2 separate regions of the Mus musculus genome follow, and region 2 is linked to region 1. A link is a contact called in public Hi-C data. All regions are on one chromosome and are shown on one strand. The core of a region is the stretch at or near the end of the contact, and the rest is flanking DNA. Distances in the headings are between cores, read along the strand shown. Region 1 overlaps Anks1b (ankyrin repeat and sterile alpha motif domain containing 1B). Region 2 overlaps Anks1b (ankyrin repeat and sterile alpha motif domain containing 1B).

Evidence for each region. A called contact is a pair of places that touch in the nucleus more often than the background predicts.
Region 2: a contact with region 1 is called in a Hi-C map of cerebral cortex, with 4 times the contacts expected there. The contact joins two enhancer-like sites. A contact is called at or near these places in 1 of 15 datasets of contacts at CTCF or cohesin (large pre-B cells), 1 of 484 Hi-C or Micro-C datasets (cerebral cortex) and 3 of 115 datasets of contacts at active chromatin or transcription factors (SST interneurons, neural progenitor cells and stem cell-derived neural progenitor cells).

The regions. Positions count from the first base shown.
Region 1 is chr10:90,724,334-90,731,870 of GRCm38.p6, reverse strand. All of the region lies in intron 17 of Anks1b (ankyrin repeat and sterile alpha motif domain containing 1B), which reads right to left. Among named protein-coding and RNA genes, the nearest start is that of Apaf1, 350 kb to the left of the region's middle. Within about 2 kb of position 3,305, at least 33 of the 459 cell types and tissues checked have an H3K27ac peak or open chromatin away from gene starts, as enhancers often do. A contact at or near this core is called in cerebral cortex, where this site is marked.
Region 2 is chr10:90,944,052-90,951,588 of GRCm38.p6, reverse strand. It overlaps Anks1b (ankyrin repeat and sterile alpha motif domain containing 1B), which reads right to left. Exons shown (of 27, transcript NM_001359241.1): 25 at 2,917-3,054. Among named protein-coding and RNA genes, the nearest start is that of Apaf1, 130 kb to the left of the region's middle. Within about 2 kb of position 3,743, at least 7 of the 459 cell types and tissues checked have an H3K27ac peak or open chromatin away from gene starts, as enhancers often do. A contact at or near this core is called in cerebral cortex, where this site is marked.

The DNA.
Region 1 (7,537 bases), core at 2,056-4,555:
GTGATACATGACCACACGCATATGGCTGGTGAATTCTCAGAATATCCTAGAAGACAGACAAGATTGTTATTAGTGTTCTCATGATAGATATAGTGGAGGCTTCCTGAGGTTGAAAAATCTGCTTTAATACAGAAGGCTAGCAGTTATGGAGATTGGAACTTTTGCCTTATTAAAATTGTCCCAGCGATTAGTGGTGTGTGTGTGTGTGTGTGTGTGTGTGTGTGTGTGTGTGTGTGTGTAGTAATGCAGAGTAAGGTTATTTAGCAGGTGACAGCAGGGGTGGCTCTCCTGCATGTACAGATGTTTATTACTCTCTTGCCCCCACAAACCCTTCCCTCTGTGATTTTGGATTTTTCTCTAATCTCTTCTTTTTAGAAGGATGCCTGTCATCTTGGAGTAGAGCCGACCCCTAATGGCCTCATTTTAACTCACTGCCTGTTTAAAGATCTTATCTTTAAGCACAGCCACATTCTGGGGTTCTAGGCCTTAGAGCTTTGGAGAAATGAAATTTGATCCACAGTGCTTAGGGAAATTACAAAGAAAATGGTAATTAATATATAACATGTCTTATTTTCTAAGTAAGTGGATCAAAGAGGTTATATGAAATAGTAATTGCTATATTAGTCACGAAACTGATTCCCCAGCACATATGGCTTATATTTAAAATTTTGAAATATAAAAATCCCTTGAATACATTTTCTTATTTATCTCATTTTTAGTAATGTTATGACCATCACTATGTTGAAGATACTGCTAACATACATTGAGTTTACTATGTTCTAGAGTTTCTAATAACATATATGAATATCCCAACTATTATAAAATTAGGAAGCAAAAGACAAAGGAGCTAAATGACTTGCTCAAGGTTTTATGGTTATTAACTAGAATAGCTGAAATGGACTCCAACTGCATCAGTGTTTTTTACTCTGTGGATCTCCTATGTGCTATCGAGTTTCTGCACAGATGGAGTAACTTGGGTCAGAGAACAACTGGAAAATCCAGACATATATGAAGGGATGGATACTGCACTTTACAAAATGAAGGTCAGCAATCCTCAGGAATCAGAAGCCACATGATTGGTCCGTTTTACTGTCTAGGCTGAATACCCAGACAGAACCTCAGGAAGGTGGTACCAAAAGTCTATGTTCTACTCTTACCACATCCCCACCAGCTCAAAGGGCTCTGCCAACTAGACCAGCTGAGACAGATGATATTAAGCAATATGCGAGTAAAGACCTTGATATACTTGGGGACTATGGCTTGGTTGCTAAGCAGGGTTTGCTTGTCATATCTCTTGGTATGCTGCCTGGATCAACTTTAATAGGGATATGAATTGACAGAGCGGGTAGATGTTTAGTAAGAACTGCACATATACAAAGGCTAGCACAATAGAGATGTTGTGTTCATTATTTAAAAAGAAACACATGACATCTTACTAAATGCATTCTTACCAGTTTTTGAAGCATGACCTACACAGTTAGAATTTTTAGAATATTTAGAATAAACAGCCATTTAGAATTACTGAAAGACATATACCATCCATCTATTCTTACAAGGTTACCTGCTACCTCTTTATTCACAGACTATAACTATGTGGGAAGAAGATGGCAACAAAATTACAAAGAATCTCCCTTTCTATACTACTCTGAATTGTTTGAACTAATAAAAACAACTAATTATACCCTGTCACTAAAAATCAAGTATTAACAATGATAACTTTCCTGTTATCAGCTTTTTCAAGGTTGTTGGCTTATGTTAGAAAATGCTTAGGGCTGGCTGTCCCCGCTGCCTCAGAGAGCTACATCTTGTTTAGTCTTTTGCCATTCAGATGTTGTCATATAATTAGCACCAAAAGGCACCTAAGCTTCTATGCTGAAACGGTTCATCTCAATATTCATTTGAGATTTGACCATGCTTCTTTTCACTTAAAATGAAGGAAAAGAAAAAAGGAGTCAGACTTTCAAGTGATCTATGTTGATGCTTACCAACACCTCTTAGTTGCTCCCGGTTGGTGTTTTCAAGGGCAGGTGGATTCTGCGTCTGGTGTTCTGTATGGAACCTGTCCTTGTGCCTGTTTCCGGTAGGGTGGGAAGAGAACAGCTGTCACCTGTCCTGCCTGCTCTGAGAACTCAGCACTGTGTTTGGCACCATGGGGATTTTCCCACAGTGCTTTGCAGGAAAACATCTGACATTTCATGATGATACTTAAACATAAGCTCGACGCGAGCTGGAGGAAGTAATGCGAAACTGGAAAACAGATTAAGAATTTGAAGTGGTCTCTTAAGCCGGGGTGACCCGGGGTGGTTTAAAAGTCCGCTTTATTGACTATTGTACCCTAAAGTGTAAGAGGAGGTTTTCTGACAAGGATTAAGAGAGGAGTTCTGTAAACCTGAATCATGTTTTTCAGAGGTTACTGAAGATCACACTGAGAACAGCTGCTGGGAATGTTAAACACAACCGTGGAGCTTTGAATGGAAGAAAAGCTTCACAAAAGAAAAATATATCATTTTACTGGAAACTTGTGCCTTTGGTGGTGAAGGGACTTGTCAAAGCAGCGATGAGAAAATGGCAGCGCGCATGCCATCCGAACACAGGGACATCAATTAATATGGTTTCTTAATCATAAAAAAAATAAGGTTAAAATATAGATGTAGGCTTCACATGCATCTATGTAAAAAGGAGGCAAGGAACGATCTTCATGGGCTCAGATGAATGGCTACCAACAATAATCCATCCCATGTAATCTAGGATGAATATTAAAACCACAGCCCCAGACACATTTTCCTACTCCCCTTCCTCCCCCAGCCCCCCTCCTCCAGCCCCCCTCCCCCGGCCCCCCCTTTTTAAACCTTTGCAACAAGAAAGATGGAGCCAGCCTTCCTGGTGCCGCCTGCTTTCTGGTTGGAAGAACACCAGACCCACCTAGTGGACATTTCAATTACTGCACACAACTTTTACCTTCGGCCACCGCTGCTGAATTACAGCGCTGACAGAAGCCTTGAAGTGAGATCATTGGTTGCGGTCTCCTTGTGGGTCATAGCAGAAATAGTAATAGTTAATCTCCAACAGATAAAGCTGTCTCTGGCTCCTGAAGGGAAGCCCGTGTCTGCCAACCCCCCGCCACCCCCCCAAAGCCCCCAGCATACTGCTGCAAGCGGAAGGAAGCACCAACAGTCAGTTGGCTGCAGAGACAAGACACCCGATAGGCATCTGGAAGCTTTCAATTTTCCAGGAAAGTCAACGAGCAAGGTGAACAGCTTGGCAGCTGTATCCACCGCGGAGCCCAGCCTTTTGGTGAGCAGGGTGAACTCCACAGAGCACAGCTGACGAATTACACTGTGACCTTTGCGCGAATCCCTGGGCACATAAACTGGGTTTACATTCAATTTCACTTTTTGGAACAGAGTAGCTCATGTGGCTACATTGTACCCAGTGTCCTGTCACTGAGCCAGCTCGGCCTCTGTATCTTGGTAGTCATGGCAGATGTTACATATATTAGACTGTAATTTGGGTCGGAGAAATAAGTGTTCTGGGAGAAAGGACTTTGGTGAAATACAAAAGGTTACAAAGTACAACGTTTTAGCAAATTCGGCTGCTAGGTCAAAGGTGACATCCTTCTACACATGATTTATTTATTATTAGGCATCAGAAGAAAAGGCCGGACATAAGGGGTGCAGAGAGATGTTTCTGTCCTGACTTGTGGGTAGTTGAAATAGTTGGCAGATGGTGGCTTCAGGCTAGGAGTGTGCTCTGTGGCTAGCACTGCCTGGGAAGGGCACATGGATGGACCTGGCGGTCTGTCATTAGAAGCATGTGATGTGCAAACTGTTGCTCCCGAGTTTACTAACAGTTCCTGCTCTTCCATCCCACCCTTCCTCTTCCACATCAATCTCATTGTCTGCCCCCTACTCCCCATGTTTCTCATTAGTACTTCCATCTTCAGCTCATCTCGTCCATCTTCAACATCCTCAACAGCTTCCTTCTTCCGTTTCCTCTTTCTTTCCTCTTTGTCCCTCCTTCCTCCTTCCCTCCCTCCCTTCCTCCTCCTCCTCTTCCTCTTCCTCTTCCTCCTCCTCCTCTTCCATGTCTATGGCTGCATCTGACATGGTAGGGCAGCCAGTGAGAAAGAAATCCAGACTCTAGCTAGAAAGCTGCTGTAGTCCACTGCAGAGGAGGAGTCAGGCACAAAGGTGGCTGCAGCCAGCACAGAGCAAGACTCAGGAACAATGAGCGATCACTCTTTGGAGCAAGTGGTAGGGCCAAAGGGCTTCTTTAAAATAATATTTAGTGTTATCATAGCATATGTTTTAATTAGGGTTTCCAATGCTGTGAGGAGACACCATGACCAAGGCAACTCTTATAAGGGACAACATTTAATTGGCGCTGGCTTACAGGTTCAGAGGTTCAGTCCATTATCATCAAGGCGGGAGAATAGCAGCTTCCAGGCAGGTATGGCACTGGAGAAGGAGCTGAAAGCTCTATGTCTTCAATCCAAAAGAAGCCAGGAGCAGACTGTCTCCATGTGGCTAGGAAGAGGGTCTCAAAAGCCTACCCCTACAGTGACACACTTCCTCCAACAAGGCCACACTTCCTAATAGTGCCACTCCCTGTGCCAAGCATATACAAACCATCACAGCAAAGAACACTTCTTGTCCGGTTAACTTTCTTAAAACCTTCTTAAGCATCCAGGACAGTATTGCTAACGAGGGTCCCAACACTTGCAGAAGATTTCTAGAGTTCATTCCTCTAACTAATTGAAATTTTATTCCTGTTGACTAGCAGTTTTTTACGCCTTACTCCATATCCCAGCAGCCACCACTGAACAACTGTGTGCATTAAACTATTTCAGATAATCTCACAAAGGCAAAACCACATATGATTAAGTCCTTTCTACAGCTTATTCCACTTTGCATTGTCTTCGAGGCTCACCTATGTCATGTCTTTCCATAGATGGTAAAAAAGGGATTCCTTCTTTTCCAAGACCTACTAATATTTCATTACATATGTGGTATGTGTGCATGCACACGCTCATACGCGCGCCCGCACACACACACACACACACACACACACACACACACACACACACACAGACACTTTATGCATACATTCACTGAGAAGCATTTCATTGTGACAGTCTCGGGGAGGGACTGTATATATCAGATTGGTCTATAGACACGTCTGTAGGAAGTTATCTTGATTATATCAGTAGTGGGAAGACAGCCACGTAGGTAGTATTAGTCCTTGGGCAGGGGACCCTGAATGATGTGAGTAGAGAGGGTAAGCTGGGCACCGGTTTGGGGGGGTCATGGATTCATCTCTCTCTTCTCTTGGCTGTGGGTGTGATATGATCAATGGTTTCAGGGTCCTGATGCTGTGATGTCCCCGCTTAGATGACTGTAGCCTGGAAATGTGAGGGAAAAATAGACCCTCCCTCCTCTAACTTGCACTTGGCAGGCTTTTTTTTTTTCCACAGCCACAGGAAATAAATGGAGCCTGTTTATGTATTTCTCTAAGATTTGGATTTCAGTGATTTTGAATAAATATCCTAAAGTTGGATTGTCAAATCATGTGCTAGCTCTAGCCTTGTGCATTTGTTTTCTGACTTTATCAATAGAGCGGACAAATAAAAGCTACATCCGAGGCCCACAGTGTGATTAATTTGATATACAATGGGAAATGACTTCTACAACCAAGCCAGAACACCACAGCACACGTTAATCTCCTTTTAAAATGAAGAATGCACAAGATCTACTTTCTTAGCACAGATCAAGCAAATGATGCTGTGTTTTTACTACAGCTCATTGTTATACATTAGATCTCTAAAAGTTAAGTATCATTATAACTGATTATTTGACTCTATTTTTGGGGGCAAGGTCTCATGCACCCAAAGATGGCTGTGAATGCATTATATAGCCAAGGATGGCAATGGACTTGATCCTTCCATCTCTACCTCTTGCATGCTAGGGTTACAGGGTTGCACCGCTGGCCAGTTTAGCAACGTACAGATTGAATCACCATTACTCTGCAACCTATCTGAAGACCAGATAGTAAGTACAATGCTTCAAGTTTTTTATTTCCTAAAAATCATCTTGATAATTTGTGAATTTTATAAGAATATTTGTCTACTTCTCTAAAAAATAAAAACCATTGATATTTTAACAGGGAATATAACGGTATAAGTAATATAATAATTGTATTGCTAAGTCTTCTAATCTTTAAACCAACTGAAGACTAATTCCATACATTGGCTGCAGGGGTTCTTGCAGCCCATAAAAATAATATCAAGCAATTGCTAACCATTTTAAACATTTTGAAGATCTGTTATTCTATCTTTTAGCATTTAGGGGATTTTGAAATCCTGTGTTTTGTGGATGGTTTGTGTGTGTCTGTCTACGGATACAGATCCATGTCCCTCTTACTCATCAAGGAATGTCCAGTATCACTGCAGCACAGGAAAGCGTAATGGTTAGAGCCCTTGCGTGGTTTCCCATCCTGTCTAAACAGTTATGACCTGTGGCACACACACTGACATCTGACTGGCATGACAAGCATTCTAGGATTCCGTTGAGCTTGTTGCCTTCATTATAGAGGTTTTTTTTTTTTTTTTTTTTTTTAATTGCCTTTTTACCCTTCCAGTTTCTCTTGCTGCTGGTGGAGGCCACACAATATGATTTGGCTAATAAAAGGTAACAGGAAAGCTGGCAGAGGATTCTGGGAATGTTCTGAATTCCCACTGAGAGGGACACAAGCAGGATGACATCATCCCTCTTCTTTCCTTAACCTAAATGTGGACATGACTCCTCAATGCTGGGCAGCCATTACTGCCCATGAGACAAAGGGAAGCTGGTTCTCAGAGGTGCTAGCTACAGAAATACTAGGAGATAGTAACTGCTCAGCTGAGTGCTATGGGAGAAGGGCTAAATGACAGTTTCAGCTATAAGTAACTGGGTGACTTTTAGGTAAAAGTGATTTTGAGCCTAGTTCTTTTACTTAGTTTTAAAATGGGATCATAGCAACCTCTTCCTCATGAGATTGTTGCAAAGATTAAATGAGATTTCATATATGTACGTATACATGTACAGGACACAAAATATATACAAAAAACCAATAGGAGTTAATTGTCATGTTTATTTCTATTTTTTGGTGATGGGGGCCTTTGTAAGTAAATCATGGTTGAATGAGTAGGTCACAGTTAAAAGATGCAGGCTCAACCCAAGGCAGCAAAACGATGCTGATGTTTTTGGAAAAAAAAAATGAGAAAAGGGGGGGAAAAGATAAGGTAGCCAGAGGCAAGCGACAAGGCTATAGAGGGGTCATGTGGGCTCTGGGCCGGGGCACAGTGGCCCACGAGAAACCTCTCTTGGTGAAGGACCAGCGTGTGGGTGCTGAGGCCGCACCTGTGGTCCCAGGTGTGCCAGCATCAAGACACTGAATAGACGTTTGTTGGTTCCCTGATTAACTGAATGAACAGTGAGGGTATTAACTGAAAAGAAACTGCTATCTCTTCCTTAAGGCGGAAGAGCTGGAAGCGGCAGGA
Region 2 (7,537 bases), core at 2,494-4,993, 220 kb before region 1:
ACCACACGTGCCACAGAGGTGAAGTACTCTCCAGAAGTAGCCTCCAGGACCAGGTGAGCCTGGGAGACAGCACACCCCACTCCTTCCTCCAACCTGCGTGCATCCGGTGTGCCACAGTGTCCCCTAGGACACAAACTGTGTTCAATTCAGTCTGGTTTTCATAGGAAGGCTGTGTGTTCCCCTCTCAGGCCACGGCATTTCTATGGGAAACGTTCCAGTTCCTACACATCACTGAGGTCTTGAAGGCAGAGAAAACCAGATGGTATGTTATAACTCTAGGTAAAAGTGTGCTGCCCTTCAAAGGCCTGCAAGGTCAAAGAGCTGTAACCTTAAACTGGGAAACAAACCACCCGTTGGGACCACCTAGAAGGTTATATATGCACTTGCAGTTTTACATAGGATTTGTTACTTTCTTTAGTCATCTGGAGTAACCCAGGGGACTGCCTCAAGTGAATTGTAAAGCCTCAAGATCCCGACTGAAATATGGAATTGCCCTACATAAAGATACAAAGAAACCTTTTCTTCAGCAAAGCTGTTGTGTCTCAGAATTGCTCAGGGGTCCAGGTGAAGGCTGATGGCCTTCCGTACTATTTTCGAAGTCAGACAAACTGTGTTCCCTTAGAGGGGATTAAAAAGGCAGATTTGTATAAAACGAAAACCCTTTGGAGCAGATTCAAGAACGCCCAGTTCTGGGTGTCTACATTAAGTCAAACATCCGGATGAAAGAGAAAAAACTCTGTAGCAGTTGGGCCACATGTCCTCCAAATTTATCAAGACACATTGATCATAAAACTAAACAGTGATTATCCCCCGACCCCCACCTGTCCTGTTTCAGCGCCTCATTGTGGGGCATCAGGGCGCCTCATTGTGTGGGGCATCAGGGGGCCTCATTGTGTGGGGCATCAGGGGGCCAGATGTCCACAGGTGCTGGTTCTAGTTTGGTTTTTGGTAGTCTTGTGAAAGGAAATCATATAGAATCTTAATAATGCAACCCTTTTTTGAAAGTGATGCATCTCTTGGGGGAAAGGGTGGAGAAGCCTCGGACAGAAACACGAGGTGATGAAAGCAGCTGAGAGGCCCTGAGGTTTGGGGGGCTGGGATGCTCTGTCCAGTGTTTGCTACTTCAGTTTTTAATTTGTGTCTATTTTTCCAGAGGCAGAGGGGAAATACTGTATGATGAATACTCGCTGGAAAACCGATCTCATCATTTAGCAGAAAAAAGCTGTTGGCTGATGTCAGTCAGCAGGGAGGAGGTCGGCGAGGAACCAGCCAACGCCAAACTCCCTTATTTGTGAGGGGTTCTACACATACTCTTGCAATCCTGATGAAAAATCATGGGGCATAAGTCCCTGTTCTCCATTTTATTCATCAGGAAACTGGGTCTCCAAAAAGTCTAAGATTGGAGAATAGGGAGGTAGCAGGCCTGGGCTGTGAACCAGAATATGCCTGTTCTTAGAGAAAGGTGTAACGTGAAAACCAAACTCCTTGCAGAAAGAATGAAATCTGACTTTTTAAAAGAAGCAACCAAGTTTCCCAAGAATGGCTGGTGACACATACGTTCTCGACATCAACAATGCAACATTGCATGTCCTGCAAATCCCAGACGAAATGACTTTAATCAGCGCTTTAAGTCTGTGCAAACAATTGAATTTAGAGATGCTTAAGGCAGCCTCGGGGAGTTTTGCTTTGCAGTCCTGACCACACACCCGTTTTGTATTATTCTCCTCGCCTCTCCTGAATCAGAGTAGATATTTTAAAAGCCCACGTGTATCCTTTCCAATTTTCAATCATCAGGACCTACAGGACTGAGTGACACACAGCAACATCTAAAGGTTATTAAGCGTAAGCCTGGCTGACACTTGCATGGTGCAAATTTGCGACATGGCTGGACTTGGTCTGTGGAATTTGTTAGAGCTGGAAGAAATGCCTTCTTGTACCCACCACACTGAATCATCCTGGATTTCCCAAAATGTGTTACACTGATTTTTGTTTAATTCTCCAAATCTGTTTATTTAAAAAAAATTCCAGTGAGCAGGGAAGAAAAATTAAATAAAGTGGCATTTCAAATTCTTCTGATTGTAAATTATTTGGGGCTCACAGTCACATCGGTTGTATTTGCTTAAACTGTGGAACAGCCAGGATTCTACCTCAGAGCTATGGTCGGGCAACTTGCACCGGCTTGAGGGTAGTCCTATCTTAAGGGAGCATGTGGTGTTAAATTTTTGTTTTAATTTAATTTTGTTTTCGTTTTTGGAGGCTGTTATAACCCAGTTTTCAGGCTTACTGACAAATTCAGCTATGTCACGCCTCAAGGAAGTTGTTTTAAGACTTACTCTGACGTGAACATGCGGGTCAAACTTTGGGGCTCCCAATTGCTATTTGTACAGTATCTAACTACTAGTCAATAAAGAAAACTGATTATAGAAGTAAATGTATTTATCACATCTAATACTTAGACATGGCCACAGGAGAAATATGCAGAGATAATGAAGGGGAGCAGGAGGCTGGAAGATCTTACTGTATTTTTGGCACCAGAAGAGGGAAGGGATTTCTCATACTGGAAAAGGGCAAGCAGAGAGTTGAATATCAATAGCTGAGAAATCAGGAAAGTATAGGTAGAGTTCCGACTTGAAGGGGAGACTGACCATATGGGAAACTCAAGAAAACTAAGTCTGCCAAAAGGATTTCTTTATGGCTTGATGGGTTGGATTGTGATGACCTTGAAAATTCCATTTGGAGATCTAATCTCTAGTACCTCGGATTAGTTGGTTAAACTATGTAGACTGCAGTGTTTCATCATGGCAGACTGAGCAAAGTGATCTATCTATCTATCTATCTATCTATCTATCTATCTATCTATCTATCCATCCATCCATCTATCCACCCATCATCCATCCAAAAAGGATGGGAACTCACCACATCAAAGGCAGTAAACACGTGACAGTAGTGGTGGTTGGACTTCAAATCTTTTGTGATATAGGCAAATGTTGAGAGGTCTTCTGGGTCCTGGGCAGCACAGGAGATATTACGAATTTCATGTTCGGCGATTATATTCTAGAAGAAATGACACAATGATCACTGTTTTCCATTGAGAATCAGCACATTTTAGAATCAGGACAGGTAATGTGGGAACTAGTTGCTTTTCTTTTCTCTAGAAGGTTCTAGTCCAAAGTGACTCAATGAGCTGCCCATGGGTAAATGCACACCAGGTCTGGAAGGAATACTTTCATTTAATATTAATTAATAATAATAACAACAACAACAACAACCTAAAATAGTCATATCCTGGATCAGCGGCTCTTGCCAGGTGCTGTGCATGGAAGCAGTCTGGGTGGCGGTAATTACCAAGCATTTTCCCATTTCCGATTCCCATGTCCAGCTGTAGATGCACAGTCTTGCCTGTTGCTAATCCTGTCTGGCAGTGATCACTTGTCATGTGTGAGGAGAGCTGAGACCAAAAGCATCTGTCCAGATCCTTCGAGGTTGTGTTTGTCACAGGGCCTTTGGCTGTGTTAAGAGAAGTGCTCCCACAGTAAGGGCGGGTTCGGAACAAAGCAGGAGGGGAAACCCCGGTGCTATCCTCTCTCCTCAAGGTTCTCAGGTGACTGAAGGCCAGGGAGACACTACAGTGGGACATTCACCTTCACCTTCATCCATCGCCTTGCTGGGTGCAAGGACCTATGGATAGGAGATTTCTATCCTCACTAGACCCACGACAGAATATTGGGGTGTGTGTGTGTGTGTGTGCGCGCGCGCGCGCGTGGGTGCATGTGTGTGCCTCATGCAGGGAAGGTGTGAAGCCGGAGGCTGAGGTCTGAGTTTCTTTGGAGAGCTGACAGTCTTTTGAGCTTACTGATTACAGTGAGCTTTTTGTCTCCCCTCCTCTCTGTTTTAATGGAGCTGCATTTCTTGTGCCTTCTCCTTCCTAGCCTCTGAAAATAATCGGTGGGAGGAACAGTTTTGTGCCATTGTCCTGCAGCTTAGCCAGAGAGCATCATCTTTACTGCAGAACATGCTGGAAATCTCCTTTGATACACAGATGTATTTAAAAAGCCCTATTATAATACAATCTTTTTTAAAAAAATCTTATAATTTCTCACATGCCTTTTGCAGTTGTCATAGATATAAACCTCCCAATGCTTCAGTTACCCTAATTACTTTTTAATTGAGTATCTTAAAGAACCCGTTGGCAATACAGTGTTCCGCGTCTACTCATCAATGCTTAAAAACACTTACAAAATGTCCTTCCCTGCCAGCACCCTTGGTGAGTACTTCATGTCCCTCACTCTACCAAGCTCTGTGGTTGGAAAGCAATTACAGGATTAGTACATAAAAGACAATTACATGAAGACATTCTTCACCGTGGCCTTGAATGCTGACACCATGTGCAGCTGCTCTGTCAAAAATAACTCAAATTGAAATTGGAAACCATAAACAAGTAACATTCTACTGCCAGATAGCTTCAATATACTAAGTCACGGTCCTCTTCCTACACTCAGGTAGCATTTCTTTAAATGGAACACTACATTAGGAACCCGTGAGTCTTTAGAAGGAATTTTATGGTCTGTGTAGCCTTTGTAGGTGCTGTGTTACCAGGTGCAGGGAGTCTTGGCCATCATTGGATTGTGGTTGTTGGACTCTAGAAATCTGGGCTGAGTGGCCCCCACCTGTCATTTTAGTTAGTGATGGAATCCAGCTTCACTCGGGATAGGCATTTCTGGGCATGCTTGTGGGGGATTATCTTGATTACTGTGCATTGAAGTGGGAAGTCTTGCCCACTGTGGGCAGCACCAATCCATGGGCCCACTCCTAGACTAAATGAAAGGGAGAGATGGAGTTGGGCATAACACATGTTGCTCTCTGCTTCCTTACTGTATACAATGTGACCAGAGCCTCATGGGATCGTCCCTGTGACCTTCCTGCAATGGCTGATGGCAAACTGAACCTGAGCCGAGATAAACCCTCTCTCCATCTTGCTTCTCTCTTGCATTTTGTCAGAACACAGTGACAAGTAGATAAAACACCTACCCAGGAGCTACAACCAGCAGGTAAGTACTGACTCTAGCTTGAAGCTGCCATTTGCAGTCTTGAAGACCTTTGCCAGCAGAAGGGGAATGCTACAAGCGCCCTATGGGGTTTGCTGCACTCAATCTCCTAGCTCTTGACAATTCATTTCCACAGTGTTGTGGTTCTGTGCAAAACCACAAAGCAGAGAGGTTGGCTCTCCAGTGCTCCATCCTCCTCTGTCCTCTGAACCCTCCTAGGATTTTTCTGGAGGTCTGTTACTTCTTGTCCCCAAGAGGCCAGGTCTAGCACGGAGAGCCCAGAGTATGCCTCACATTCTTGGCTAATGCTGTATCACTGAAGTCCGTCCCAGGCTCAGGGTTGGCTTTCCTGCTTCTTTGAGGTATCTGTGATGCTTGTATCATACAAACATCATCTTACCTCACTGCTGAAAATGTCTCAGCTAGGAGGAAAGTAATGCTATTAAGACAGTCTATAGGTAGGCAGGAATATACTCACAGACCTTTGTGATAATATCCTTGGTAAAGCATGGTGAGGATTGGGGTGTCTGACTGCCTCCCTCACTATCACCCACTTTTGAGGATGGAGAGGCCAGTTCTCTGTGACACGGATCCAAGGACTCTGCAGCTGCTCTATGACTGTATGGAGGCTGCATGATCAACTCAATTCTTCTCTCTTTAGTCATGTATCAATTTCTGTCTACTCAATAAATTAAAAGTTATTATGAACGATGTTATCATGAAGTACTGTCTGCAGTTCCATGTAAGATCAGACTCTTGTCTGTTAGCTTTCATGTCTAAGAATGTTTGTTCTAAGGAAGGCAGAGCTTGCCAAAGGCTCATGAGAAGAGCTGGGAAGGGTCTCATCTACTCTCATTTAGGTAGGGTTTGACAACTTTATGCCTTTCAACTTCTGCCTGACTGCCACCTCTCATCATGTAGAAAAAGAGGTACAGATGCCTCTGGCCTGGTGGGTGTGGAATTAAGCTGTTTGCTCCAGCTACTTAAGATGATAATTCAAAGAAAGGCATGAGATTCCAAAGGGGTCCAGCCACTTAATATGACAATTCAAAGAAAGGCATGAGATTCCAAAGGGATGCAGCCTAGGAATGTGCCCCTCCCCACACCCGTCATCTTTACCCTAGAACAGAGAGCTTCTCCCAACCATTTCCTTAGGCTAGACTCTTTTGCATCAAGGGACAGAAATGTTTCCCCTAGAGAAGGACCAGGATGCAGGCAGTGCTCTGAGAGGACAGGAAATGTCCATGAACAGGTGTTCCATGCTGAAGACCACACTGTACACCAACTCTGGTCTCACAGGACTCCCAGCTGCTTCTGAGAAGTGTGTACTTTGAAAAAGAAGGAGCACTTACTGCCATGTTTGAAACTGGCATTCAAAGAAAAAAAAATCACAAACTAAAGTGAAAAAGACTCTACTCCGATATTCTTTTTAGTGCAATGGTAGGGAAGGCTGAGGAGAAAAAGCTGGGGAGCGTAAGGTGATCCAGACCTATGTCATTCCTGGATGTCTGAACTGGGGTCACCTCTTGGAAGACCCTGCTAATTTCAAGAAAGGTCAATAAACAAATAGCTGGAGTCCTTGTGGCCAGGTCCCTGCAGAGGGTGACTCTGGGCTGCTGATCTATGGAAGCAGATGTAATTTCTCTAAAACATTTTAGGACTAAATCTATTCCAACCTTCATTTCAAATGCAAGATCTCCTTTGCTTCTTCCTTCTTAAGCCAGGCTTAGTGATTAGTTTCCTAAGTTGCTAGGCAATGCATCTATGTGTCTATAACTGGTCATCTGGCCCTTCCCCATGAACTCAGAGCTACTTTATTGACTAGAAAAGACACGCTTCATTGGAGGGCTCGTCTTTTGCATTCCCTAATAGGGGCTAATAGGAAAGGAAGGGTAATTAGCATATAATTAATTACCCATTGTTCCTTAAACTAATTGGGTGAAGGTAGCTGTGGAGTAGTAGAAGAAGTATTAGGTTAGGCAGCAGAAAAATCCATGGTAAACAGGCTATGTCTTTGGGCAGACATTGGTCAAAGGACATGGACATTGGGGTGTCTGTGTGGATTAGACAACCCTGCCCATCATACCAGTGGAAGGCAGAGGAACACACGGTAGAGAATCAAGTACACTGGAAGCACACTAATGTCTTAGCCCAGGCTCCATGGCCACTAGCACCTGAAATGATGAATTCCTTACATATACTTCTATCAACAAGTCCTTCAAAACAACGTGGCCCACCAAGGCCATATGTCCCAGTGGGGGACAATCCAAGGGATATAGAAAGCAGCAAGTGAGTTCACCTTTTCTCCCTTCTGGCACATTCTTCAAGCCTTCTGAGGCTGGCCCTCAGCCTCACTCATGCTCTTCAGATCTCAGTGGAGCCTTAGACTTGGTTTTGGTTTTTTTTTTTTTTTTTCTGTCTCTTTGACCAATCTCTACTTCAGTTTCTCACACAGCAACTGTAAGACTATCCCCTTAAGACACCCAGTCTCC